Linked DNA regions of Triticum aestivum: region 2 is linked to region 1. A link is a contact called in public Hi-C data. All regions are on one chromosome and are shown on one strand. Each heading gives the region's core, a stretch centred on a gene start, on an enhancer-like site or on the middle of the called end of the contact. The rest is flanking DNA. Distances are from core to core; before and after follow the strand shown.

Region 1 (7,069 bases), core at 1,386-3,885:
GATTGCAATATCAAAAAAAAAACTCACAACCATTGGCCATTGTGCAAACTTCCTTCACTTCCGTATGCACAAGACTGAGCCTATGACGACGTGAGCTCAACACTTCGAGCTCAAAACAAACAAAGGCCGGCCCAACAAAAAAAACAAGAACCAGCCCGCCCCGTTGTAGCCCTCCGTCCGTAACAACGCGACACCCACGGTCGCGAGTCGAGCGGATCGCTCGTGCACGAAATTAAAGACACATAGATCCGATGGTTAAACACTTAGATTTGAGATCACTAAAAAACATCTAGATGTGAGTTAGCCATTTCATTAAGAAAATCCCATCCAACTAGACTTAGTTACAAGTATTTACATATAAGGATTTATTTTTAGCAAAAGGTAAAGAAAATGTTAAAAAAGAAAAGTCAAATGATAACAACAACAAAAAATACAAAAAATAGGACAAAAGATAAGTCACGTGAATCAAGATCTGCAGGGTAGCTTTCCCTATTAATCTGCAGACATGAAAAAAAGCAGACAAAAAACATGAGTATGGACTGTGGTAGCTGGCGCCTAGTAATGCGCTGGTGCATGTCGCTACAGCTTGGACAAACAGGCCGACAAAACAAAACGACTTCGGCTGCCGTGCCCGCGTCCCTGCACGAGAAAAAAACGGCACGCATGAATCTCTGCATCTTTAGATCGGATGGCTAGAGATGTGAATGAGACCAATTTATTTCTCAGCTAGCTGAGTTTTAGCAAACCCGTTTTTTTTTCCGAAAAAACTTTCAATCTATTCATCTTCAATCATGGCAGTACAACGAATACCAGAAATAAAAATTACATCCAGATTCGTAGACCACCTAGCGACGACTACAAGCACCGAAGCGAGCCGAAGGCGCGCCGCCGTCATCGCCCCTCCATCGCCGGAGCCGGGCATAACTTGTTGTAGTAGACAGTTGGAAAGTCGTCGTGCTAAGGCCCCATAGGACCAGCACCCAAGAACAGCAACCGCCGCCGATGAAAAATAACGTAAATCGGAAGGATCCAAACCGAAGACACATGAACGTAGACGAACAACGACGAGATCCGAGCAAATCCACCAAAGATAGATCTGCCGGAGACACACCTCCACACGCTCACCAACGATGCTAGACGCACTGCCGGAACGAGGGCTAGGAGGGGAGACCTTTATTCCATCTTCAGGGAGCCGCCGCCGTCTCGCCTTCCCGAGTAGGACACAAACCCTAACAAGATTGAAAAAAACGACTAAAAACGGAGCCCTCTCGCCGGCCCTTGCCAGGATCCACCACGCCTCCATGGCCCTAGGGAGACGAGGCGGACCTGCGCCGGCGCCGGCGAGAGACACAAACCCTAACTTTCTTTCTTGGAGGAGGAGGAGGAGGTGGAGGAAGAGAGAACGGAGTTTGCGTTACTGACACCCCTTAACGATACAAGAAGGAATCACTCCCCCGACACGATGGACCCTAGCTTCTTAGCTCCCGCGGTGACCCAAAACGGTGCATCCCTTTTTGATGTTGTCAGCAATAACCATAAGCGAAGTGTCCTTGCCACGGAAGACGCGAGCGTTTGTCTTATTCCATATCATCCACGTGGTGAGCATGGTGAGCAAGGCCATGCCCTTCCGGTTGGGAAGGGAATCATCGGTCATCCCAAGCCACCAATCTAAGATAGAATGCCTCAGTGGCCAAGTGGAGGTATCAACATGAATGAGTTTCTCCCTTTCAAGCTGGTGGAAAGTGTCAAGTGTGCGGCTGCTGCTCCGCCTCCATAGTCCATACATGACCAAGTCTAACCAATCAGCCGAGCCGGTGGACCGGTCCGACCGCTGGCAATGCAGACGCACAAGTGGCGTGGTGGTAGAAAGCGGTCTAAACAAGTGACCAAGCCCGCCGATGCCAATTGAAAAACTGACCAGACCAGAGCATCTATCTATCGATCTACTACCAATCAATCCACGTTGGGATGAGGGAGCCATTCCGGTCGATCACAGAGCTGGGCCCAGCGTCCCATACCCAGACAGCGATTGATGCGAGCACGAAATTACTCTCCCAACCCCCGCTGTGGCGATGCACTAAACATGCATTACCAGCAAAATGAGTTCATCCACATGCTTAGCTTCAGTTCGTGATTCTCGAATGACACGCAGGAAATCGCCTTTTGTTCAGACTAGACTGCAATGTGCCGTGTCATCACAGTTTGGTACCACTAGCATTTCTGAAGCTACTTTTGCAGTGTGCTCACCGAGACACACCTGAAATTCAGGCTCTGTTTGCGTCTCTGAAGGTACTTTTGCAGTGTATTCACAGTTTCTGAAGGTGCTTTTGCACACCTGAAATTCAGACTCTGTGTTTTGAACTGTGGCGAGGGCAAAAGGGCGAATACGACCTCGCGATCTCCGCCACCGCACCGCGCCGCGCCCACAGGTCTCACCAGTCACCACCGGCGGTTTCCGTCTTACCAGTCACCACCACCGCACCCCACCTACCCCCGCTCCCGCAGCTAACCCCGCGCCCGCCCCGTCTTCTAATTCCAAACCCAGCTAAATCTCGCACCAAACACCGCAGCCCGAGGCACCCAACCAACCAACCCCCGCCCCGAGCGTCGCGAGGGAGACAGACAGACAGACAGCCGCGCGGGAGGAAGGGGGCCATGGATTTCCTGCAGGGGCGGAGCGTCGAGACCATGGTGGCCGTCGCCGTAGCGGTCGTCGCCGTCGCCGTGGGCGCCGCACTCCTCCTCTGCCGGTCCAAGAGGCCCAAGGGTATGTATGTATCCGCGTATGGCTGTGCTGTGCATATTTCGGCAGATAGACGCATGCTTACATGAGATGCCTGTGATTTCGCATGCGATCTGGTGTCCTGGTGGGCCGGAGTCGCAACAGCTTTCAGTTAGTTTCCGATGAGAGGCCGTGGAGCCGCGAATTCGGCCATTGTACTGTGAAAATTGCTGAATTGGTTTGTGAGCGGGTGCTTTTCGTGGTGACAGACACTACCTGCTTCCTGCTTCCTGCTGGGCTTGGTCTGGGCAGTGGCCGTTTACTGTGTCGATGCCGCTCGCTATATGGAGATGATAAACCAATGAAGTGTTTGTTTTCCTAACTGAACTGAACCAGCCAAGTATTGTTCGTGTTTAGACAGGTCTGTTGAACGACTAGAAGATATGAGCCGCGGTTATTTTTACCTGCTGGCTCCATTTCAGGACGGCCTAACCGCCTAAGCAGAGCTGTGCCACGGGCAGATTTTCCCCATTTGTCTTGCTTGATTTAGTCTTGCCATGTTATCATGAGTAGTACTTGAAAAGAAGCGTTGCATACTGGCTAACATCTATTACGCTTGTTGTGAGATTATGGATTTGGATGGGTTACTGATGTGAGTTTAATAACTGTGCACCTGTTATTCTGCAAAAAAAATTAAAAATTGTTTGGTTTGCTGCGTGGTTCTGTAGAATTTTTAAGTAATTGCTTGTGGAATTTCACACCTCATTCTAGCATTCATTACTTCTTCCATTCTTTGTTTCATCAACCAAATAAAAAAATTGCTCGAGCATTCTTTCTGCTGGAGCTTAATGTCATTCTTGGTGCTCTTTTTGCTGTCATCAGGCTGCTTGGATCCTGAGAACTTCAGGAAGTTTAAACTTGTGGAAAAGACACAAATAAGCCATAATGTTGCCAAATTCCGATTTGCTCTTCCAACCCCTACCTCTGTGTTAGGCCTTCCAATTGGTCAACATATCAGTTGCAGGTTTGAATTATGTGCTGCTTCTAAATTCTGAAGTTTGCTTTTATAATGTATACTTCTTTCAAACTTTAATCATGTTAATGTTCCCTCCTTTTATTCAGAGGTCAAGATGCTACCGGTGAAGAAGTAATCAAGCCTTACACACCTACTACATTGGATTCTGATCTTGGAAATTTTCAGCTTGTTATAAAGGTATGTGTTCATTTCTTTATACTACAATAATATTGGTTAACAATCTTATCTTTTTGCTCCACATGATTGTGTGTTCAGCTGTAGTTTCTTCACCTTTTCTTTTTTTAATATTTCCCTTTCCCCATAATTCAGATGTACCCTCAAGGAAGAATGTCGCATCACTTCCGTGAAATGAAAGTTGGTGATTATATGTCTGTAAAGGGACCTAAGGTAACACTCTTTTTTATCATGAGCAACCTGTGTTAGTTTCATAAGAAATAGCTGCACAGGTGTTGTTATTTATAGTCCACATTCCCAATGTCATGCTTATTTGCCATCTAATTATAAGTTTAACATGATTTGTTCTCTGATCTAGGGTCGTTTCAAGTACCAAGTAGGACAAGTGAGAGCTTTCGGAATGCTGGCTGGTGGATCTGGCATCACTCCGATGTTCCAAGTAAAAAAAAAAGTTCAAACAAAGTTCTATATTGCAGTCAATGATGCTACAGACCCGTTTGTTTGGTTTCCACTAACAATCTTTTTTCTGTTCTCACAGGTTGCAAGGGCAATTCTCGAGAACCCTAATGACAAAACGAAGGTTCATCTAGTCTATGCAAATGTCACACCTGAAGACATTCTTCTGAAGGTGGAATCGCCATCCTTTTTTCTGTAGAAACTCTTTTTTGGTTTTCGTGCAGTCTCTGATACAGAAACCATATGATGTTAACCCATTAGACCAGAGTTACTGTGAGCATATTTGACACATTTAGTAGAACTTTATAAGGTTGTTATCAGCGATGTATCTATTCCGTATAGTTGTTGATGATATAACACTTACTCCCTCCGTTCCGAATTACTTGTCTTGGATTTGTCTAGATACAGATTTATCTAGACTCATTTTAGTGGTAGATACATCCGTATCTAGACAAATCCAAGACAAGTAATTCGGAACGGAGGGAGTAGATGCCAAATATTGTTTCCTCTTATTCCCTCTAGGATATTTTAGTGTAAAATATCTAGAATGTCTAAGGTGATTCAGAACTTGTGCACAACTTGTACCGCAGTAAAAGGGAACTAGTCACACAGAGTAATTTGTAACTGAAACTTGCATATAACTTCCCTTGCTTTCTTTTTTATTGTAAATATTAAACCATCTATAACTGAATACATGAATTACAAAGTTACTCAAATCATGAAAGCAGCATGGGCTTGAGCTAAGGGATGTCCTTGTATGATGGATGCGCTTCACTAGTACTGTGCTATTTTGCTTGGTACTGACTTCATAGGTCTGTTTAATCTGTGCAGGAAGAGCTGGACAGCCTGGCCGAAGAATATCCTGACCGCTTCAAGATCTTCTACGTGTTGAATCAGGTGCACCCTATGTTCTTCTCATCTTTTAACTAGTTGTGCATATCAAATATTATTCAAATCAGTACACTGCATTTATAATGCGGAAGCACGCGAGTAATTCTGTTTGGAAACAATGGAATCAGGACTTCTCCATTCATTGGGAACTACTCCCTCCGTTCCTAAATACTTATCTTTCTAGTCATTTCAACAAGTGACTACATATGGAGCAAAATGAGTGAATCTACACTCTAAAATATGTCTATATACATCCGTATGTAGTAGTCATTTGAAATGTCTAGAAAAACAAATATTTAGGAACGGAGGGAGTAGTATAAGTAGGTGCAGAATTTCTGCTATGACTCTCACGGCAGTAACATCGGACAGGCTGTTGATCGTTGAACACATGGTAACGTAGTGCTGCTAGATAATTGCAGGACAGAGCTGTATGCATAATACCGGTCACACAGATAGGTTTTGAATAGTGTTGGACTACTTAAAATGATTGAAGATAGTATGTGCTAAATATATTTTGGTTGAATGAATACCATGTTCTGAAATAAATCCGCATTGTGAATTTGTCTTTTATCTGCTAAACAACTGTGCGCTCTCATTACCCCCAGTTGTATGGTACAGAGTTACATCCAGAGTCACGACTTCCATTGCACTATGAAGGCATTTGCAACAGAATCTCATACTGTCGTTTGCGTTTGCAGCCTCCTGAAGTCTGGAATGGTGGTGTTGGCTTTGTGTCCCAGGACATGATTAAGACTCACTGTCCAGCACCTGCTGAGGATATCCAGGTAAAACTCAAGTCTTCATCCCTTGGAACTTTGTTTACAAGCAAGTGGCAAGTGGTCGTTTTCATGGAAACTCCGATATGTACCGTGTCCCCGAGATAATCCATGTTTTCTTTGCTATATTCCAGATCTTGAGATGCGGCCCTCCTCCGATGAACAAGGCGATGGCTGCACACCTTGAGGAGCTCGGATACACAAAGGAGATGCAGTTCCAGTTCTAAGTTTCCGGAGCTCCAAAATAAGGCCCCCAGGCCCTACAGTATCCAGCATGGAGACTGTCCGACCCCTCTTGATATCTTCCAGAAGCGATGCATTTTTAGTCTTGTAGTACCTCCTTTTTCGCGGCCAAATGTTAGCTGCATAGCTAGGCAGAGGCCCACATTTCGCTCGACTCCACCTCTATTATTGGTTTGAAAAATGAGCATAGGGTGAGTCCAACAGTCGACTGCATCACCGTTTTTTTTTTTGGCGAACAAGATCACTCATTGGTAAAAGTTTGTACTGTAATTTTTGTGTTGCTCTTGGTATTAACACGCCGCTAGAGCGTGGTACGTGCACACGATACTATGGATACACCCTTTCAGCCTTTGCAGCGATACACAGAGCACCATGGGAAAAGATGAGGAGAAAAAAAAAAGCTGAAACAAGAATGTAGAAGTGCATGCTCTAGCCAATGCAACCAAAATATTGATCTTAATTGTGTCAGCCGGGTCTTGAATTCAAGACCTCTTGGCTCCGATACCTGTAGAAGTGCATGCTCTAGCCAATGCAACCAATAGACCGTTGGGTCTTGGACGGACTCAAGCAGGCTCCGCGCGCTTGGTACCAGCGCATCGCGACGTTTCTCCATCAGCTTGGGTTCCGCTCGGACGCCTCGCTCTTCATCTATCATTAGGGCTCTGACACGGCCTACTTGCTGCTCTATGTCGATGACATCATCCTGACGGCATGTACGGTTGGTCTCCCCAGTCAGCTCACGACTCGTCTTCGCCTTGAGTTCGCCATCAA
Region 2 (7,069 bases), core at 2,230-4,729, 920 kb before region 1:
TCCACCATCTTCCTCAAATCCGCATCAGTCATCACCGTCGCACTCCAAGAGCAACTCATCACCACCGCCATGCCAAGGTGCAACAGGCGGTCGTATTCTCCACCATCTTCCTCAAATCCGCATCAGTCATCACCGTCGCACTCCAAAAACAACTCATCGCCACTGCCATGCCAAGATGCAACACCAGATAGTAACCGCACTGACAGCTTGGAGCCTTGGACCCCACAAGCTATCGTCGGCGCCTGCAACACCTACAACGAGCAGGAGCACGGGCTGGGAGATCATTATTCCTATGAGCACCATGACATCACGGGCTGGAAGATCATTATTCGTATGAGCACCATGACATCGGCAGAGGAAACTCGAAAACCACTCTAAAAACATGCCTGGACAAGTGCTCGAAAACCTCTATAAGACTAAAACATGCTTGGACGAGAGAGACCGGAGCTCCCCTCCCCCTCACGATGCCAATACGATGATAGGAAAGGAAGGGGAGCGACGAAATCACCGCCTCACTTCTATTCACAATGTGCCATGCAGGTGAAACCATTCGATGCTCTTGCTCCTATAAATCTCATTGTTTTGATTTTCTAAGTATATACAGCAAGACTTAAAAGCTATTGAATTAGGACGGGAGACTAGGAACTTCGAATAATGAGCAAGCGCCCGCTGCAATGAGAAAACTAGCCAAGTGACAAGAACCAACATAAGTACCATTCATTATAAATAAACTCATCGAGACAATCCAAAACGTTAACACCATTCAGCCTCACAGATAAGGTGCAAATTCAAGATGGCGGGGTAATAACTTGACAAAGGTCTATGATAGTAGGATAGGAAACAAGGCTAGGCAGCACAATTCTATGTCTATGGCGTAATCGACTTTCAACGCTTCCCGCCGCCACCGCCAATCTTTGGGCCCTTGGAACCCTTCTGCACGGCGCCCTTGCCCCCCTGTGACTTCTGGGACTTGGTCACCTCTGCCTTCTTGGCCTTCTTCTCATCCTTGGTCTTCTTGATGCGCTCCTTGATCTCACTGCAACATGATGAATCAAGGGTAAGATGATTGAAAAGCAAACAATAATATCAACAGCTGCTAGAATATCCAAAGATATCAGTTTTTGCAACAGAAGATTTAGGAGTAGACACAATGCAGGAACAGCAATAAAGAGATAGAATATGTTACCGGAGAGCAGCTTCTCGGGCAGCATCACGGACTTCAGGCTTCTCAGCCCTCTTCTTCTGGATAACTTCCAGAGTGGCACCAACAATCGACCGTGAGTACGGCTTCTTGGTGGTGCGGCGCCTCTTCTTGGCAGCCTCAGCATGGATGTCCTATTGACACATCGAAGCACATCCCAGTAAATATGCATGACAGGACAAATCAGTACCCAAAAACAAAAAATAATCCTTTGTTGCAGCAAACACAAGAAGTCACATATCATGAGGCTTAAGATTACAGAAGGAATGGCACGCATGAATACAGGCATGCTAACAGAAGCAGTGATCTATAAATAACATAACAAATGTGATCTAATTGTTTGTTATAAATACCAACGCACAAGCATATCAAACTGTAGGGAGGAATTTGCCCTCAAATTAATGACAGGTGAAATGCAAATTACAAAATAACCAAGTTCATGCGAGCTAATTCTAGCAACATTTCTTCGGCATAAAAAAGGATAATACAGTAACTGCATGCTGGACAATGATGGTCTAAAAATGAATAACTTAGCAGCCAAAATGTGATACCTTCTTGTGCTGCTTCCTGTACATTGCTGTCCAGCAAAGCTTTGCAGGCTTCAGGCGGTTGTGGAAGTAGCGCTTGCATTTTGAGTTGGCAAAGAGGAAAACCTGCAGCACAAAATATCTGAATCATTAGTGGGTTGTTCCTGTTTGAAGAAGAATCAACATAAAAAAGTTCTAGGCTTAATACTGATGACCTAGACCATTCAACAACAATATAAGTGACCTTAACATAACAAAGTTTACCTGCGAATCCGAACGAATGAACCTGATACCCTTCCCAGGGTAAATCTTCTGGCCGCTAAAACGGCAGAGCTCGGTCCTGTAGAACAAATGAAACAACAATTTGAGCACAGTGCTATCAAACTAAAAAGAAGACAAGCTAATTTGCAAAAACATATAGCTTACTTCAGAACCATCTTCTCAGCCTTAGAGAACTTTCACAAGCTCCTACCTAAAAATGAGATCAGAACAAACATGAGCAACACTTAATAAGTGCATAAAGCAAGTAACACAAAAGAACAATCAACAACAAAGCAGGCTCTTTAGCATAGAATGACCACAAAGCACAATCATCAAAACCTCATAACCAGAGTGTAAATTGTGTACCCATGTTCATCTTTCATACTAAAGTGTGTGGTATCGGGCGACTACTGGCTGCAGAAAGTGGAGTAAATCTCTGCTGCAAAGCGGGTTCCCTGTTTCTCTTGCACAATAAAAATATGGCAACTGTGCAACCAGAACGGCTACCATGCCTCAGTACTTGTGCTCTGGTCCAAACGAGCGAACCTACTGGTCACGAGAAGTTGAATCTCTTACGACCTTAGGCCCATGAGTTAGCTGTACTCATAGAAGAAACTCTTGACACAAACAATGTCAGATGTGCATCCCGCACAAGAATCAAATGGGTGATGTTGGGCGACTACTGGCGGCAGAAAGTAGAGTTCAATCTCTGCTGCAAAGCGGGTTCCCATGTCTCTCTTGCACAACAAATAAATGGCAACTGAGCAACCAGAACGGCTACCGTGCCTCAGTACTTGTGCTCTGGATCCTACTTTACACAAACATAGAATAACAAAACACCTGAAGCGTAAAAGGCTGGGTGATTATTGGGTCACCGGCAGCACAAACACAAAGAAGCAACTGCTGCATACTGCGTACCCATGCACATCTTGCACAGTAAAGATTAGGCCGCCGGAAACTACAACAGCAAATCTGTGTCGGGTGCCCCAGTACCTGTGCAAGATCTCACGAACAGCAGGCAGATACTCACTCAACCAATGAAACTAATGGACGCGTCCAGGTCACGGAACAACAAACCCCATTGCGCGCTCCACCGCGACTAAAGATTGGACTCACGGAAAACGAACGCATCTCGGACACCCGCGACGGCGAAACCCTAGGAACAAAGCTACTGCCGGTGACCTAGGCTACGAATCGAGAGACGCGGCCGCCTATCATCGGATCCAAACCAACCAGACCTTGCGAAACGAAACGGAAGAACTGGCGGAGGAGCGGCGCGGCGGAAGGAGGGGCGGCGGCCGGACGGATTGACCTAGGAGGACGGGGGAGATGGGTCGGAGGAGAGGGAGGAGAGGATGGGAGGGATACCTTGGGCGAGGAGGAGGCGCGGCGGCGGCGGATGGGGGGAAGTGGGGGGAGATGTGTGCCGCGGGTAGGGTTTTGATGACCTCGCGAGGGGTGGGGTGGGGTGGGCGCGGGGTTGTTGGGCTAATGGGCCGCTCGAGTAGGGTTGCTGATTGGAGCCCACTGTTGCTGGACCGGGTTTTTCGTTTTGTAGCCCCTTTCTCATTTCTCGTGCCGCGTCTTTTCTGGGCGATCCCTAAAAAAAACGTCTTTTCTGGGCGAGGCCTCCTGTTCTTTTTTTTTCGAGGGGTGACGCCTCCTCGTGTGTTTTTTTTCGGGGGTAAAGAAGTTTTATTTCATGATAACAGATTTATTGTTTTTTTTAGGGGTAACAGATTTATTGTTAAGAGACAAGAATACGTCCACGAGGTGGAGTCAGAAAAATTGTATCAGTGCGGTTAAAACTGATCAGGGAGGGCCAAACCACTGAAAAAACTGATTTTTCGCATCAAACAATCACTATTTTTCACTGTTCATTAGCAAATATGCACTAAATCCCAGATATTAGGGCCCCCCATCTTCGCCAGTCGCCACTGGTAGCCCTGTGGCACATTCAGTGCGGCTGTATCTTACCAGCCATCTGTTACTCTATTCTGACTACGATAAAGTTTTTGAGAAATAAACACCCGAGCCTCACTCAGGGCTTTGATCTTCAAAGCAAGATGACTACATGGAGAACGACGCGCAAATTATTTGATGATTGCACTCACGGTTTCAGGTACAACAACAAATGTATACAACTGATACACGTAACAAATTAAACAGCAAATCCCTACTGGTCGAGAACAAAACTTTTGGATATAAGAAAAAATGTTCTGGGTGTTCAGCTGTTTCCTCCGCGTGGATTTCTTCGCCTTGCTGCTTATTATCACGATCAGAAGTAAAAGTATATATCCTTGTGTAAACTCTTCGCTCTTTCATCAGAATAGATATGCCTGCTTTCAGCTACCATCTTTGTCAGGCTCGGAGCTTACGATCGGTAGGTTCCTTCTGTACTGAGGAGAAGTCAATCTCCTCTCCAATGGCGTCTTCCTCTTGCTCACCACGAATCTGTTCACCCCCTTCCTCATTGGCATTATCTCGGGGAAGTCCTCGTCGGGAATGTTGGCAAGCTCGGAGATGTCCTTTATCTGCGCTGCCCTCCTGAACCATCTCTCGGCCTTGGCTTCCTCGGACATGTCCAGGGGATCGGGGTCCTTCACAGCAGAGCCTTCTAAGCTCTTTCCAGTATAACCTCCACCTCCGTAGCTTGAGTAGCCTGTTCCTTGATTAGGGTTAGTGGAATCAATGCCAGTAGTAGAAACCCTACTATCAGGATGTGAACCACTCCAATTTTGGTTGTTGTTGCTGCTCCAAGAATTGCTGTTGCTGTGATTACTATAGCCGGGCGAATAAGATGGTTGTGCAGAATAGCTTCCCTGATTGTAAGTAGATGTATCTCGACCCTCGTTGAAGCTCCCCTGAGAGTAGTTTGTGTTCAGAGTGTTCGAAGAGCCACTGGATTGACCACCTGCCTGATGAGGTTGTGTCTGATACTGATAGCTGCTAGATCCACCTCTGCCATCACTAAACCTCCCCTGGGACTGGGAGTAGTTTGTGTTCCAAGAACCAGTATTTGAAGTTCCACTAGATCGATCGCCCACCTCACGAGGTTGCTGTTGATGCTGATAGTTGTTAGATCCACCTCTGCCATCATTAAAACTCCCCTGGGACTGGGAGTAGTTTGTGTTCCAAGAACCAGTATTTGAAGTTCCACTAGATCGATCACCCACCTCACAAGGTTGCTGTTGATGCTGATAGTTGTTAGATCCACCTCTGCCATCATTAAAACTCCCCTGGGACTGGGAGTAGTTTGTGTTCCAAGCGCCAGTATTTGAAGTTCCACTAGATCGACCACCCGCCTCATGAGGTTGCTGTTGATGCTGATAGTTGCTAGCTCCACCTCTGCCATCATTAAACCTCCCGGGGGAGTAGTTTGTGTTCAAAGCACCAGTATTTGAAGTTCCCCGAGATCGATCACCGACCTCATGGGGTTGCTGTTGATGCTGATAGTTGCTAGATCCTCCTCTGACATCAGTAGACGTCCCCTGGGAGTAGTTTGGATTCCAGGCGCCTGAATTTGGTGTACCAGCAGATCTATCACCCACCCCATAAGGTTGTTGTTGATACTGCTGGCTGCTGCTTCCACCACGTGTATAACCACCTGGACTCGAGCTCTGCTGAGAGTAATTCCTATTCGAGTTCTCATTATTCATGATGCTACTTCCCTGAGGGCCAATCACCTGTGAGGTGTTTTGGCTATTTCCCGAATGTCTTGATGAAGCATTTGTTTCTGGCAGCTTATCAGTTGATGGAGAACTTTCTGACACTATTCCTGTATCTGGAGTACTCTCTGCTGGCGCATCTTTCTTGGCAAAATAATCAGGAGGAAATGGAACAAACGGGACGAAATCAGAATTGTCAGCCTGCTCAAGCACACTGCGCCTCTGGTACTGTGGTGATGTCAGCAAGCGGTCTTTTTTCTTACTAATAACAAACCGATTCTCACCCTTCCTCATTGGCATAATATCAGGAAAGTCTTCATCAGAAATAGCACTTGAAAGGTCATTTACACTATCGAGTTCTGCGACTTTCTTGGACCATTTCTCAGCAGTATCTAATGACTTATCGACATCTCTCCTCTCAGTTGATGCCTGTGTGATATCGGGTGCGGAACTACCAGTTTCCTTATTTATTTGACTGTCCCTATCTGCCTGTTCATTAGTCTTTGCATTCTGTGGCTTGGTAAACAGATCAGCAGATAATGGCACAAAAGGAACGGGGTCGATATCACCAAGATGGCCTGTTAATTTCCTGGGAGTCTCAGCAGTTACACCCCCATTATCAGACTGATTGTTTGGGGCAGAAGTAGATGCCGAACGCCCAAGTATCCTGTCTAAAGTTTGACTAATCTTGGAGCCGGATGCTGTTGCTTGAGGGCTATTGTTACTGCTGTACTGTGCACTTGCCAATCTTCTCTCCAATGGTGTCTTGCGTGTGCTAACTACAAATTTATTGACTCCCTTCCTCATAGGCATAATCTCAGGAAAATCCTCATCAGCTGCCAGACTACTTAAATCAGCAGAATCGTCAAGTTGAGATACTTTGCTCAACCACCTTTCTGCCTTCTCATCACTTTGAGCGAGTTTTCTCTCAATTTCAGATCTACCAGCATTAGTTACATTAAGAAGCTCTGCTACACCACCTAAACCAGCACCAGCAGATGCAGTTGTCGCTGGTCTTTTGCAAGCACATCTTAAGCATGACATGTTCCTCCCATAATTATAGAATTCACACCTTGGCGAAAGGACAATACGAAGTCAGCCATCTCGAAACATAAATAATTTCAAATCACAAAAATGAAGTTAGCATGTCGAAGCTTACTGAGGGCATTCCCACTCTCTGCCAGTCAACATCTTCTTTGGCCGATGCTCATTGCACTCAAGGCACCTCGCATTTCTTGCAAAGTTCATAAAGCTACATCTGTAGGTTGCAGAGCATATTTAGAGTCAACATTACAAAAAATATGAACAAGGGTAAAATATTTCAAATAAGTACTCCCTCCGTCCCATAATGTAGTGTAGTGTCAAAAAACGTCTTACATTATGGGACGGAGGGAGTAGTAAACAAACCAGTA

The links. Hi-C and Micro-C count contacts between places; a contact is called where the count stands out from the background.
Region 2: a contact with region 1 is called in a Hi-C map of leaf, with 8 times the contacts expected there. The contact joins the promoter of LOC123071186 here to the promoter of LOC123071180 in region 1. A contact is called at or near these places in 2 of 5 Hi-C or Micro-C datasets (both in leaf).

What each region holds. Positions count from the first base shown.
Region 1 is chr3B:597,569,405-597,576,473 of IWGSC CS RefSeq v2.1, reverse strand. LOC123071180 (NADH--cytochrome b5 reductase 1) reads left to right here and starts at 2,635. Exons shown (of 9, transcript XM_044494692.1): 1 at 2,635-2,767; 2 at 3,605-3,746; 3 at 3,845-3,935; 4 at 4,068-4,145; 5 at 4,291-4,371; 6 at 4,471-4,560; 7 at 5,220-5,285; 8 at 5,978-6,064; 9 at 6,190-6,578. The coding sequence starts at 2,656. The coding sequence ends at 6,282.
Region 2 is chr3B:598,486,888-598,493,956 of IWGSC CS RefSeq v2.1, reverse strand. It overlaps LOC123071186 (60S ribosomal protein L24), which reads right to left and starts at 3,479. Exons shown (of 6, transcript XM_044494697.1): 1 at 3,358-3,479; 2 at 2,155-2,200; 3 at 1,993-2,068; 4 at 1,753-1,854; 5 at 1,187-1,335; 6 at 693-1,036. The coding sequence starts at 2,165. The coding sequence ends at 886. It overlaps LOC123071185 (zinc finger protein VAR3, chloroplastic), which reads right to left. Exons shown (of 5, transcript XM_044494696.1): 4 at 6,817-6,915; 5 at 4,065-6,729. The coding sequence ends at 4,335.